Linked DNA regions of Mus musculus: regions 1 and 3 are each linked to region 2. A link is a contact called in public ChIA-PET and Hi-C data. All regions are on one chromosome and are shown on one strand. Each heading gives the region's core, a stretch centred on a gene start, on an enhancer-like site or on the middle of the called end of the contact. The rest is flanking DNA. Distances are from core to core; before and after follow the strand shown. Region 1 has its middle 58 kb from the start of Gm40948. Region 2 overlaps Sema4d (sema domain, immunoglobulin domain (Ig), transmembrane domain (TM) and short cytoplasmic domain, (semaphorin) 4D). Region 3 has its middle 5.0 kb from the start of Gm40948.

Region 1 (3,846 bases), core at 1,240-3,739, 300 kb after region 2:
TGACTAAGAAGACACACCTTGTATGAGGGGTTGCGGTCACATAGTGTGTCCTTTAAAATAGCTCTTGTAGACTTACTTTGAGTCTGTCAAGGTTCAAAAGGTTCATATTGATAATAAATACACAGAGATGTCCCAGAGGCTTCTGTGAGTTGCTGGTGTTTAGGGCCAGGAACTTGTATTACTTGTTTCTCAGTTCATCACGGAGATGACCGTACCTACTAGAGTCTCCTTTCTTCCTGCAGAGCTGCCTTCCTGTGTGGGCTGCCCTTCTCGGCCCCAGAACTTCTTCACCCACCTTTGCTTTGCCTTATCTCTTTATGGACTACTTTTGGGGAAAGAGGAAGGCAGGGCTTGCTGCTGTTTGCCCCTGCCCTAGCACTTAGGAAGACATGGCTTTGTGAAGGCCACACCCACAATGCAGAGTGCCAGCTGGCCCAAAGCCTCCAAGAGCTCAGCAGACCACAGGCTTCAATTCAATGACTTGTTCCCTCGGAGGCCTCTCCAAGGAGCTGAGTCAGGTGAACCTTGGGAATTCCACAAGTTCCCTCCTTGCTGTCCAGCCTCAGAAGGCCCCTTTCTGAGTAGAGTGTCCCTCAGAGTAGAGTGCCCCTTCCCGAGAGAGAGCAGCCTGTCATGGCTCAAAGTCCTCTGTGGAGCAGAGTGCTTTCTTTACTATATAGTCTGGGCCTGGATTCCTGTCCTCAGATCTCTGCTTTCTGCCCATCTAAAAAGCTGGTGATGCAGGCAGAAACAAAACAAACAAAACAAAAATGGCTAGATGCCGGTGCTTCCGTTTCCGTTTCCGTCTCCCAGGGAGCACCCCTACCCTCAGCCAACGACCTCCCTCCGATGGCTCTTTATTACTTCCCACTATCAAGTTCCCCCCAGCTGTGGCAGCTGAAGTTCAAAGCTCTCTCCTTGTAGTACAGTGTGTCCTTGGAGGGCAATCTGCAGCGCTGATTAATGCTTGCTGGGTGGTTCCCGCAGCCGGCAGCCCCACAGCCGGCGGCCCCACAGCCCACGTGGGGCTCTCTGAGGCAAGTAGAAATCAGCCAGGAAGAAGTCATCCATCGTTTCTTGGGCTTGTGCTGTCAGCCTTGGGTCTTGCAGACTTCTGAAGACCCAGGAAAGGAAAATCTTGTGAGCATTTGCTAGCCCAGAGTCTCGTCCCATGCACCACCTGTGGCTGTCTACACCACACAATACAAAGGTCCACGGACCAGCAGCCGAGCAGCAGGCTCTGACCTCACCACTTACAGAGGACTGTGAAGAGCCTTGATCTATGTGTCTGTGTTACCCGATCTCAAACACTGCAGACAGTGAGGGATGACTCCTTGCTTGGGGACACGATGCAGTCTGTTAGAATGGAATTTTGGAGTTGCGGCCAGACAGAGCTCAGAGAAAATGGCAATTAGTGGGTAGACAGAAAAGCCTCGTCACCTGGGCCTGGTGCTCGGGGAACTGCTGAGCCACACTTGTCATGCATGGGACCTCACATAGGGGTGGCTCAGGCTGAGATCACTGCGGACCACGCACCTGATGCACAGCCTGCCAGCACAGTGACTGTTGGAGTGTCTGGCCAGACTGAGTGTGGTCCAGGGGAGTGGCTTTGGCCACATGGTATGACTGTAGAGTCAGTTACCCAGGGCGGAATGCCATATGGCAGGGACTTGCAAAGCAGGCAGCTGGACAGTTGATGGGCATCTCCACAGGATAGACTTTGTGCATGGTGAAGCAATATGCTAGCAATTGCCTACTGCATGCCCCGAGAAGGAATCCTATCATACTGCCAGCAGCTGTTAGCAGAGAGGGTATTCAGCAATAATTCAGAGGCCACCTTGAAAGCATGAGTGAATTCTCTCCCTTTAAAAGAATCTGGATGTGAATCTTACAGAAAACATGAAAGCAACCTCAGGAGATTGCAGAGGGGAGATGTTCTTTCCTGGGCAGGGTCATCTCAAGAGTGTGACCTTCACTTAAGAGTGGCCATGGGAGAGAAAGCAAGAAGAGACAGACAAGTACTGCAGTTAAGCTGTGTTGGTGGACAGGGCTGTGTTGGTGGGCGGGGCACTGGATCCTGCTTGTCCATCACTGTGGGAGATCGTTTCTTAAAGACAGTCATTCTGTGGAGATGCATTTCTATGTCCTCTGAAAGTAGGGAAGGCTGCTCCATCACCATAGCTACACAGCATCTTTGAGGCTGTCGGGATATGCTGTGGTGGAGAGGGCCAATGTGTGCCTTTTATGGGACCCCAACAGCCATCTTTCGAGGAATCAGAAGCCACTTTTGTGCGACTGAATTCCTGACCCATGAGTATAAACGGGGTTGACAGAAGGTGACAAATTCAGAGCCACGGAATAGCTAATCTTCCAACCTCTGGGGAGGCATTTGGGGTATGAGAACACCACCACAGGCACCACACTGACCGGAAGTAGGCTCCTACGTGGCAGGAAGTGAGCTCCAAATGGCAGGAAGTGGGCTCTAAGGTGGCAGGAAGTGGGCTTTAAGGTGGCAGGAAGTGGGCTCCAAGGTGGCAAGTGAGCTTCAAGGTGGCAGGAAGTGGGCTCCAAATGGCAGAAAGTGGGTTCCAAGGTGGAAGGAAGTGGGTTCGTGGGCACCTCATTCTTCTTATTTATTTTATTTTTCTTTGTGTGTACGCATGTGTGTCTATGTGTCTGCAGATCAAAGATCAACTTAGAACATTGTTTCTGAAGTGTCATCTATTTTGTGTTTTTTTGAGACAGGAGTTCTCATTTTCCATTGAGCTAAATGGGGCAAGCTGGCAGTCCAGTGACCCCCCCCCCCCCAAGGATCTTCTTGTCCCCGCCTCCCCTGAGTTGGGATTACCAGCACGTGCCACCACTGCCCAGGTTTGTACATGGGGATCACAGTCAGGTGCCGAGCCTTGTACCCAAGCACTTGACTGAGCCATCATCGCAGCCCATTGGCACAGCTTTCTGTTTTATTTAGCTCTGTGATTATTTGTTACAACTGTCTGGGAAATCAGCGAGGGCTTACTTACCTTTGTGGAAAACAACAACAATAATGCCAATGGTGGAGCTAGCAGCCTCTGGAGAGAAACAGATGCAGGACCTCCACAGATGCTCAAATGATGCTTTTTTTTAGCATTTCTTTTCTGTGTTCTCAGGATCAAAACTAGAAGCACATCTGCTTTCCATGGCCAAGGCGGTGCCCTAGGCATCTGCCACATTAGCCTGTGGCTTCCGGACAGATTGTCCTAGAGCTGTGAATAAGCCCCGCCCCCTGCCACGAACCCCTCTCCCCCCCACCCTCCCCAGCCATGACTTTTCTGTCCTGCTCAGCTGTACCTTTACACAGTTGCAGGGCCTGGGTGCCTTGCAGCTTCAAAGAGACCATGTTTCTTCTCGCAGGCAGCTGCTGGGGAATGAGGCCGGGCATGTGGAGGATGGGTAGAATTTCAACTCGGAGATATGCTGAGGGATCCGACTGAAAGTTAATAGATTGTTCAGATCAGCTGCCGGGCATTAGTGGGGGACTGCAGGAGTCTGAAGATAAATCCTACAGACATGTGGGACCTGTTTGGGTAACCTCCTGCTGGAAAGGGGGAGGGGAGTGTCCCTGTTTGGAGAGCTGGGGATGTGAGTTTGAGCCCTATGAGAAGATGCAGCTCTGCTGGTTTTGTTGGAGATGGGTGGGAAGCTCTGCCTACTGCATCCTTCTCTGTGTGTGAGCCCCACTGCTTGTTTTCTGGCTCCGGGTCTCCTTCTGGGTGGTGTTTGAAGCTCTTTTAGGTGGATACCACCTCAAGCAGTTTAAACCATTCTCATCTTGGTGGTCCATCTTAAGAGAAGCATCTCTGGGGT
Region 2 (3,895 bases), core at 1,277-3,776:
CATGCATCCCCAGGCTATACTCCTGATCTCCTTTTCTGTCTCCCAGATCCAAACCTCTCATGCTGGGGCTTCTAGCACATCACAGACACTTGGTGTGGTGGTTTGAATATGCATGGCCCAGGGAGTGGCACTATTAGGAGATGTGTCCTTGTTGGAGGAAGTATGTCACTGTGGAGGTGGGCTTTGAGAATCATTCCCAGCTCCCTGGAAATCAGTCTTTTCTTGTTTGCCCTCAGATGAAGACGTAGAACTCTCAGCTCCTCCTGCACCATGCCTGCCTGGATGCTGCCATGCTTCCTGCCTTGATGATAATGGTCTGAATCTCTAAACCTGTAAGCCAGCCCCAATTAAACAGTGTCCTTTATAAGAGTTGCCTTGGCCATGGTGTCTGTTCTCAGCAGTGGAAACCCTGACGAAGACACTTGGTTTACACTCTACCTCTTTAATGTGTCTTTAACCACCCACTGTAGGCTCAAAATACGTAATGACTGAGAACTTTCTCACTCGTGAAGTAAATGCCTTACTCTGAAACCCTCAACACCGAAAACTCTGGAACGAGGGGCTGAGATGCTCATTGGTAGAACATCTGCCTAGTGTGTGCAGGGTTTATGTTCTTTCCCCGGTGCCCCCTTTAAAAAAAGAAAAGTCATGATGGGGGTGGGGGTGGGGGGGACACATCTCTCTCCAAAACAAATTTACACTCATTACCAATGATTTCCAGAGACAAGTGATGCTTTTTCGTACCTGCACCAGTTTAAGAACATGTTAACACAGGCAGGACATACACAATACTGGTCTTCTTAGACAGGGTCTCTCTCCGTGGCCCAGGCTGGCCTGGAACTCACGATCCTCCTGCATCAACTTCCTGAGTGTGGAGGTTCCTGCTGTGATGCTGAGCTCAGCATTCTGCCCCCTCCCCCATCAATGAACTTCATCTGAACTTGCCTACAAGTCAGCACCCGGAGTGTCCAGGTAGCTTCAGAGTTGGACATTCTCAGTGCACTTTGCTTCCCGGCTTCTGTCTTCACAAAGTTCCCTCCCTGGAATGTGGGACAGCCAGTGTGTCCCCATCCTGGAAATCGGGCCTGGAGACCTCTCTGAGGCTGAGCTAATCTCAACAGTGCAGCATAAGTACCTGGGATGTCGTCAGCATTAAGTAAGCCGTGAGCCACTGAGGTCACATACACCGTCCAACCTAAGCTTGGCGCTTGCTGTGGGGTCTCCTGGTCACACAGCATCCTTTGACATCCCAGCGGCTTAAGCCTGCCCTGACAGACCCCACAGAGCATCCAAAGCAGGGACCCCACACTCTCCAGAGCTGCTGCACCCACACTCACACTCACTCATGGCTCACACTCACTTACCTCCATGTTCCCAGGTGAGCCGAGGCACAGGTGCAAATGCCACCGCGGTTCTCAACACTACCACCAGGGCCAAGAACAGCCCCCTAACGGGGGCACACATCCTCATGGGCAGGGGCCACCGAGGCCTTCAGCAACGGGCACACATGGATGGCAGCAGGCTGCTGTGGGGTAGCAGCAAGGACCTCTTAGAGCCCCAGAGCTGGGGCCAGCAGCACAGACTGGAGCCCATAAGGGGTGGGGTTCCTGAGTCCCCACATGTCAGGTTAGCAATGGCCACCTTCACGACGTCATGCCAAGGCTGCCGGTGTTCCCGTCTGACCTGCAAAAGAAGGAAAGGACGAGACTATAGGTCCCAGCGGCTCCAGATGGTTCTCAGTCCCCTCCATCCCTTTCTACTGTCTATCCTGTCTGAACCTGCCTGCTGAGGGACATGGAAGGCATCCAGGATTTGTGGGGCTGCCAGACAGACAGATCCCACAGAGAGAAGACAACAAGGCTAAAACACACCAAGATGGATGGACCCACCAAGGTGGAAATAACTAGCTAGAGGGACAGCCAGGTGCTTGGTGACATGCCACAACTGAAAGGAACAGTACGGGTCTCAGTTTCCCTGGAGGGCTCACTTCCCAACTTCTGACATGCTAACCCAGGAATATTACCAGACATCAGAGGTTTGCGGTTACAGGGCACTCCCCTGGGAATACATGTAAGGGTGCACATGCATGGGTAGACACACAGAATGCACATAGCCATACACAAATGTGCACGAAAATGCACGCATGTGCTCACATACATACATACAGTATGTAAGCACACACTAACCTCCGTACCCATGAAGACATAGCCTCAGGGCCCCATTCTGCAGGAGTAGTGGGTCACATCAAAAGTCATAGCTAGCCCAGGAGGCAACCCGAGCTCTTCCTGCCTCACCAGGAAGCCGTTAATTACCATGGAAACACTAGCAATTAACTCTGATTTGTCCACAAACAAGAAACAGAAGACCAGGCTTTGCTGTCTGATGGACTTGTGGCCAGGTCCCTTGAGCCTCTGTCCCTGTCCTCACCTGCCCTAGCCAAGCCTGAGGCCCAGCACACACCAGGATCCCAGGATGCAGAGCTCAGCGCTGAGTCACTCACCAGCTGCCCTGATACACAGATCCGCCTCACCTTTGGGTGTGGTTACTAGAAGCTGAAGGGAGCACAACAGTCTCCAGATGTGAGCCCAATGCTGGCATGGCATCTACCCACTTGCCAGGCCTCCCCTGCCCCACCCTTCCTCCCACAGAGGGCAGGGCAGGCTCTTCCAGCATCTCTATTCAGTCCCTTAGTCTGTCCGGTACTAAAGGACAGACTGTCTGGTTTCTTTTTTTTTTTTTTTTAAAATAGAAAGTGCCCCCTCTCTTCTTTATCTTCCTCTCTCTTTTTTTTTTTTTATAATTTATTTATTGATTATATGTAAGTACACTGTAGCTGTCTTCAGACACCAGAAGAGGGCATCAGATCTCATTACGGATGGTTGTGAGCCACCATGTGGTTGCTGGGATTTGAACTCTGGACCTTCAGAAGAGCAGTCGGGTGCTCTTACCCACTGAGCCATCTCACCAGCCCCGACTGTCTGGTTTCTATCCCAATGGATTTAGAAGCTTCCTAAAGATAGCCCGAACCCCTCCTTCCTCCAAGGAGTGGGATATTCTAAGCCAGTTCAGCTCACCATTTTCCTTAACTATCGCTATAGCTCAAAAGGAGATACAGGTGACATGCAAAGAGGTGACTCCAATTATAGACAGCGGTTCTACAGAATAGGAGCCAGACGGACCCCTGTCCTACCCTAGAAATTCACAGCAGCCAAGCACAAGGGGTGACTCCTACCCTGATCCAACCAGAAAGCAGGAAGCCAAGAACTGAGGCAGTGACTGGGAAACAGACAGTGGTGAGTCCGACAATTATGAACTCTGCGTTTTGCTGAGCAAGTTCACAGTGCTGCGTCCTGTCGCGTAAGAGCCCATTCTCCTGCCACAGTGAGGAAGGGGGCTGTGGGTTGCTAGGGTCCAAGCCATGGTGACCAACTCCCTCCAACACTGAGCATTCACAGCTAAGGAAAGCCAGGACAGCAACACCACTCTGATCTCAAGCACCCTCTAGGTACAGAGGCACAGGTGGCACTGGTCTAAGCCCAGAAGATCCTGGGTGTTGCAGAAACTGGAGATGAGCAGAACAAGGGAGCTGTGACACGCAGGAGGCCCTCTGATTTGTTCCAGCTGCGAGGGTCAGGTAGCATGGGACATGGATATTTCTTTCCTCTTCACATCCCCCTGATGGAAGTAGATGTTGGTGTGAACAGAGAAGGCTGAACGCCTGCCAGGGTCGCCAGCCAAGGTCATGCAGGTCACATTCCTGCTTGAACATTTTTTATAAGAAAACATTCCTGGGCTGGAGAGATGGCTCAGCGGTTAAGAGCACTGACTGCTCTTCCGAAGGTCCTGAGTTCAAATCCCAGCAACCACATGGTGGCTCACAACCATCCCTAATGAG
Region 3 (3,804 bases), core at 851-3,350, 350 kb after region 2:
GTGTGTGTGTGTGTGTGTGTGTGTGTGTGTGTGCGTGCACAGGAAAGTCAGTTTATAACCTCCACGTGACCTCCCTTCAGCACCTGACTGAGATATGGCTTAGAAGCCTCAGAGCGCCAGCTTCCTAAAGAAGTAAGTACAAGTGCTAACCAGGAGATGATGTCTCTAGAGAGGACCTTGCAGGACCTGAACACCATCCTCAGAGCAAAAAACAGGCAGAGAAGGGTGTACGTCTGAAATGTCCCAGGTGCTGCTCTCTGTGGAATCAGTTCCCAAGAGCAGGCAGGATTCTCCTAACGCCCAAGGCCTCCCCTGCTCTCACAGGGAAAAATGAAGCTATTCTCCCAGGGCCTTAGGAGTTGACGAGGTGTGGGGGTGCTCCCTTACTTTCCCGGGCTCTCAGGGAAGAGATCTGCAGAAACAGCAGCCCCTGAAGGCCTTAGCAACTCTCTTAAGTAATTCACAGCTTTGGGGCCCTAAGTGATGCAGGAGTCTCTTAGCGTCCACTTAGTGACACACAGGTCCTTCTATGCTATGTGAGATATTAAGACAGCCACTCAGAGGGAGTCTGAACTGGGTCAAGATGGTAGCTTGAGGAAGAGGTCCACAAGTTTAACATAGGCTGGTCTCTGCATGTATATAACCAAGGGAAGCTATGTCTCAAAGCTCTGGTGTAGATAAAGTGCCTCCAGACAGGTCCTGAGCTCACCTCTTGCTCTCCTGTAGCTGTGGCAAACCATTTGATGTAGAAGTCATCGGGCCAACAGAGCCCTGGCATACCACAGGGACAGGTGACTGCTTGGTGACAGCATGGAGCAGACTCTCCATCCCAGCTCACCTCTGAGATAAGTGAGATTTGACCTATCCACTGGTTTTCTGTGCATGAACTCAGTCCTCTAGGTTGCTAGAGAGGAAATCTGGGGACCCTGGTATTTGAGATGGTAAAGGTATTAGTTAGGAGGAAGCTGCTTTTCAAAAACAGAAATGAATTTGGGGGGTGGGGCAGGGATGGCAGAACTAGATTTCTATGAAGAAGGTGGTGTGGGCTGGTGTTACTGGATCCTGTGAGAACCTGTCTGGTGGGAGGCTGTGCCTATTCAGGAATTTTGGTGTGACTCTGCAGCACTGCAGGCTTCCAGGGTGTGATTTCCTACACTCTGAGCAGCAGATACAGGAGGAATGCCAACTTGAGAGGGGAGGAGCCTGCAGTATCTGTGTAACGTGTGAGGGAGCCGATTTCCTTGTAAGAGCATCTGCAGATCCAGACTCTTGCATCCCCTTGTCTGTGCCAACAAATACCCCAGATTCTGATCATACGATCACGAGTGGACACAGAGGCCGGTTTGGAGGTGGCTTCCACTCCATGGTCAGCTGTCTTCCGGCCATGGGACTGGGATGTCTGATAATACTTGGCTTCTTGGCACACCCAAAAGTCCATGCGGTTGCTATGCATAGGTGTTTTGACCACTGACACATCCTACATTATAAGAAAGGGGAAAACAGACAATTGTTTGACACCCTGGTTCTACCCCAGGTTTTTTTCTTCTGTCAATGCTGTGCCTGTGCAGAGAGCACAGTCAATTTTCCTGGTTCTTTCTTAATGACTACATTTTTTTTAGAAGAATTTATTTATTTCTGTGTGTGGTGTCCGTATCTGTGTGAACCTATGTGCATGCATGTGTGTGTGACATGTACATGTGCAGAGGCCAGAAGAAAGAAGGCATTGCATCCCTCAGAGCTGGAGTTACAAATGTTTGCCAACCTTGTTACATGGGGGCTGGGGTCCCAATGCTGGTTCCCATGACTGGACATCCAGTGCTCTAAGCCATCTGTCCAGTCCTAATGACTACAGATTGGTGACAGCAATTCAGAAGGTTCCCCAGGAAACGTTGCCTTCAAACCTTATGCCTGTAACTGTATCGATGCATTATTAAGCTGGTTTGTGACATCTGACCAGCCTTTAATAAACTAGTGGTGTAGGATGGTGCTGTGGTTGGAATATGAAATGTTTCCCACGGGCACATGTGTCTTGGACACGTGGTCCCCAGCTGGTGGTTCTGTTTGGGGGAGGTTGTGGGACCTTTTGAAGGTGGAGCCTCTTTCAAGGAAGTGAGTCGCTCTGGGTGGGCCCTGGGGTTTTACAGACCAGTTCCACTTCCTGCCCTGTCTCTGTTTCCTGGTCTATCAAGATAGGAGCAAACGGCCCCCTGCCTCTCCTGACAAACTCTTCTTCCCCCCTAGAACAATGATCAAAAAATTCCTCAAACCAGCAGCTGAAATAGAGCCTTCCTCCTTTGAGTTGTGTTTTGTCAGTGATTTGACCACAGCAGTGAGGTAGAAATGGGGGAGCACAGTAACTCCTGTGTTGCTTGGTCATTGCATTTAAACCAAGCCCCAGGATATCACACATCCCAACCAGGCCTAGATGGTTAGGCTGGGACAGCCCAGCCTCTCCCTGCTACATCACATCTCACCTCCGATTCCAGTCCTCACCTAAAGCCTTCTGCTTCTCATAACATGAGGATAATTCTCCATCATTCCTGAGCTTGTAAACCGCCTGTCTCTCTTGCTCTGCGGTCCATGCCCAGATATCTTCTCAGAAATCTCTCTCCACCCAGCCTGCTCTACTGTCCTCTGAGGCATTCACCACTCCTGGACAGAGCACTATCCTTACGCTGAGCTTGGTTAGGGTTCTTTTTCCCCTTTAGACTATTTCCCTTACTTCTTACTTCCTTCATCTGGTCAAGTGCCTGTCATCTAGAACTGTGACTGACATGCAGCAGGCAATACATATTTGTCATCAGCAAAGAAACAAGGGGGAAAGAAAATCAGCGACCATCCTCACTCAAGTCGTTGAGTTGTGATGTCACGACCTGAACCCGGTGCTTGGGTCAGAGTGACAGTTATCAGCTCCCATGTCGCTTCACACTCCTGGGTTTCCAGGCTATTCTTTACTTCCTGAAGTATCTAGTTAGTCTTCCAGGCACAGAGAAATCTATCTTGTGTCTCAAAGCGAGCTGGAGTTTCTGAGGTAGGGATTCTGGCACTTTGGACAGCTGAAACTGCAAGTGTGTTTGCTTCTCTGAGTACAGCTGTGTGGAATTGAGCTGGGAATGCAGCCTGCAACCATGCCGGGGCCAGTGAACCACAAGAGAACTGTGCAGGCAGCAGCCCCCATGTGTCTTTGTGGTCGCAGTATCCTGCGTTTCAGAGTCCGATGTTCCTTTTCTGCACCTCATGGGAGAAGCATTTCAAATACGAGCTGGATACTTTCCAAGCCTTGCATTCTTTGGGATTCCCGTAGCCCAGTTTTAGATCTCTGCGAGCTTCCCTTTTTGGGATGGATCTAGGGACAGGAGTTCCTGCATGCCAGGAGCAGTTGTGTGTCACGGCGGAAATATTTATCCCATGCCGGTTTAATAATAGAAGCCTTGCACATCCACAGAGCTGGCGGCTAAACTTAGCTGCTGTTCTCACAGCTTGCTCCTGGAAGATGAGCTTGTCCACCTGGAAGGGGCTGGGGCAGAAGCATCTACGGAATGTACTTAGGATCCCCAGACCACTTCGGGCAGAACCAGAGCTTGTTTCCCACCGTGGCAGGGCCCAAGGCAGGGTTAAACTAAGGAGATGGTGTGGCTCTCTTCACCTTGGTGGGATGAATTTTAATGGTCAAGCTAGAAAACACTTCTCAGGCTCCTCTCCTTTAGATATGTACCCCAAGCAATCTTCAGAGCAGAGTTGAAGACATCTCAAGAAGGGCATCAGTTTCATCATGTAACTATCAGAAGGGTAGTCTATCTGCAC

The links. A called contact is a pair of places that touch in the nucleus more often than the background predicts. ChIA-PET counts read pairs in DNA pulled down with a chosen protein or histone mark.
Region 1: a contact with region 2 is called in a Hi-C map of the N1E-115 cell line, with 2.3 times the contacts expected there. The contact joins two enhancer-like sites. A contact is called at or near these places in 1 of 484 Hi-C or Micro-C datasets (the N1E-115 cell line) and 2 of 115 datasets of contacts at active chromatin or transcription factors (memory CD8 T cells and microglia).
Region 3: a contact with region 2 is called in an RNA polymerase II ChIA-PET map of memory CD8 T cells, with 13 read pairs. The contact joins two enhancer-like sites. A contact is called at or near these places in 1 of 484 Hi-C or Micro-C datasets (double positive thymocytes), 2 of 115 datasets of contacts at active chromatin or transcription factors (double positive thymocytes and memory CD8 T cells) and 1 of 9 other capture datasets (adipose tissue).

What each region holds. Positions count from the first base shown.
Region 1 is chr13:52,024,047-52,027,892 of GRCm38.p6, forward strand. No RefSeq gene overlaps it. Among named protein-coding and RNA genes, the nearest start is that of Gm40948, 58 kb to the right of the region's middle. Within about 2 kb of position 2,490, at least 113 of the 459 cell types and tissues checked have an H3K27ac peak or open chromatin away from gene starts, as enhancers often do. A contact at or near this core is called in the N1E-115 cell line and memory CD8 T cells, where this site is marked.
Region 2 is chr13:51,723,860-51,727,754 of GRCm38.p6, forward strand. Sema4d (sema domain, immunoglobulin domain (Ig), transmembrane domain (TM) and short cytoplasmic domain, (semaphorin) 4D) reads right to left here. Exons shown (of 16, transcript NM_013660.5): 3 at 1,365-1,683. The coding sequence starts at 1,470. Among named protein-coding and RNA genes, the nearest start is that of Sema4d, 68 kb to the right of the region's middle. Within about 2 kb of position 2,527, at least 43 of the 459 cell types and tissues checked have an H3K27ac peak or open chromatin away from gene starts, as enhancers often do. A contact at or near this core is called in the N1E-115 cell line and memory CD8 T cells, where this site is marked.
Region 3 is chr13:52,076,676-52,080,479 of GRCm38.p6, forward strand. No RefSeq gene overlaps it. Among named protein-coding and RNA genes, the nearest start is that of Gm40948, 5.0 kb to the right of the region's middle. Within about 2 kb of position 2,101, at least 114 of the 459 cell types and tissues checked have an H3K27ac peak or open chromatin away from gene starts, as enhancers often do. A contact at or near this core is called in memory CD8 T cells, where this site is marked.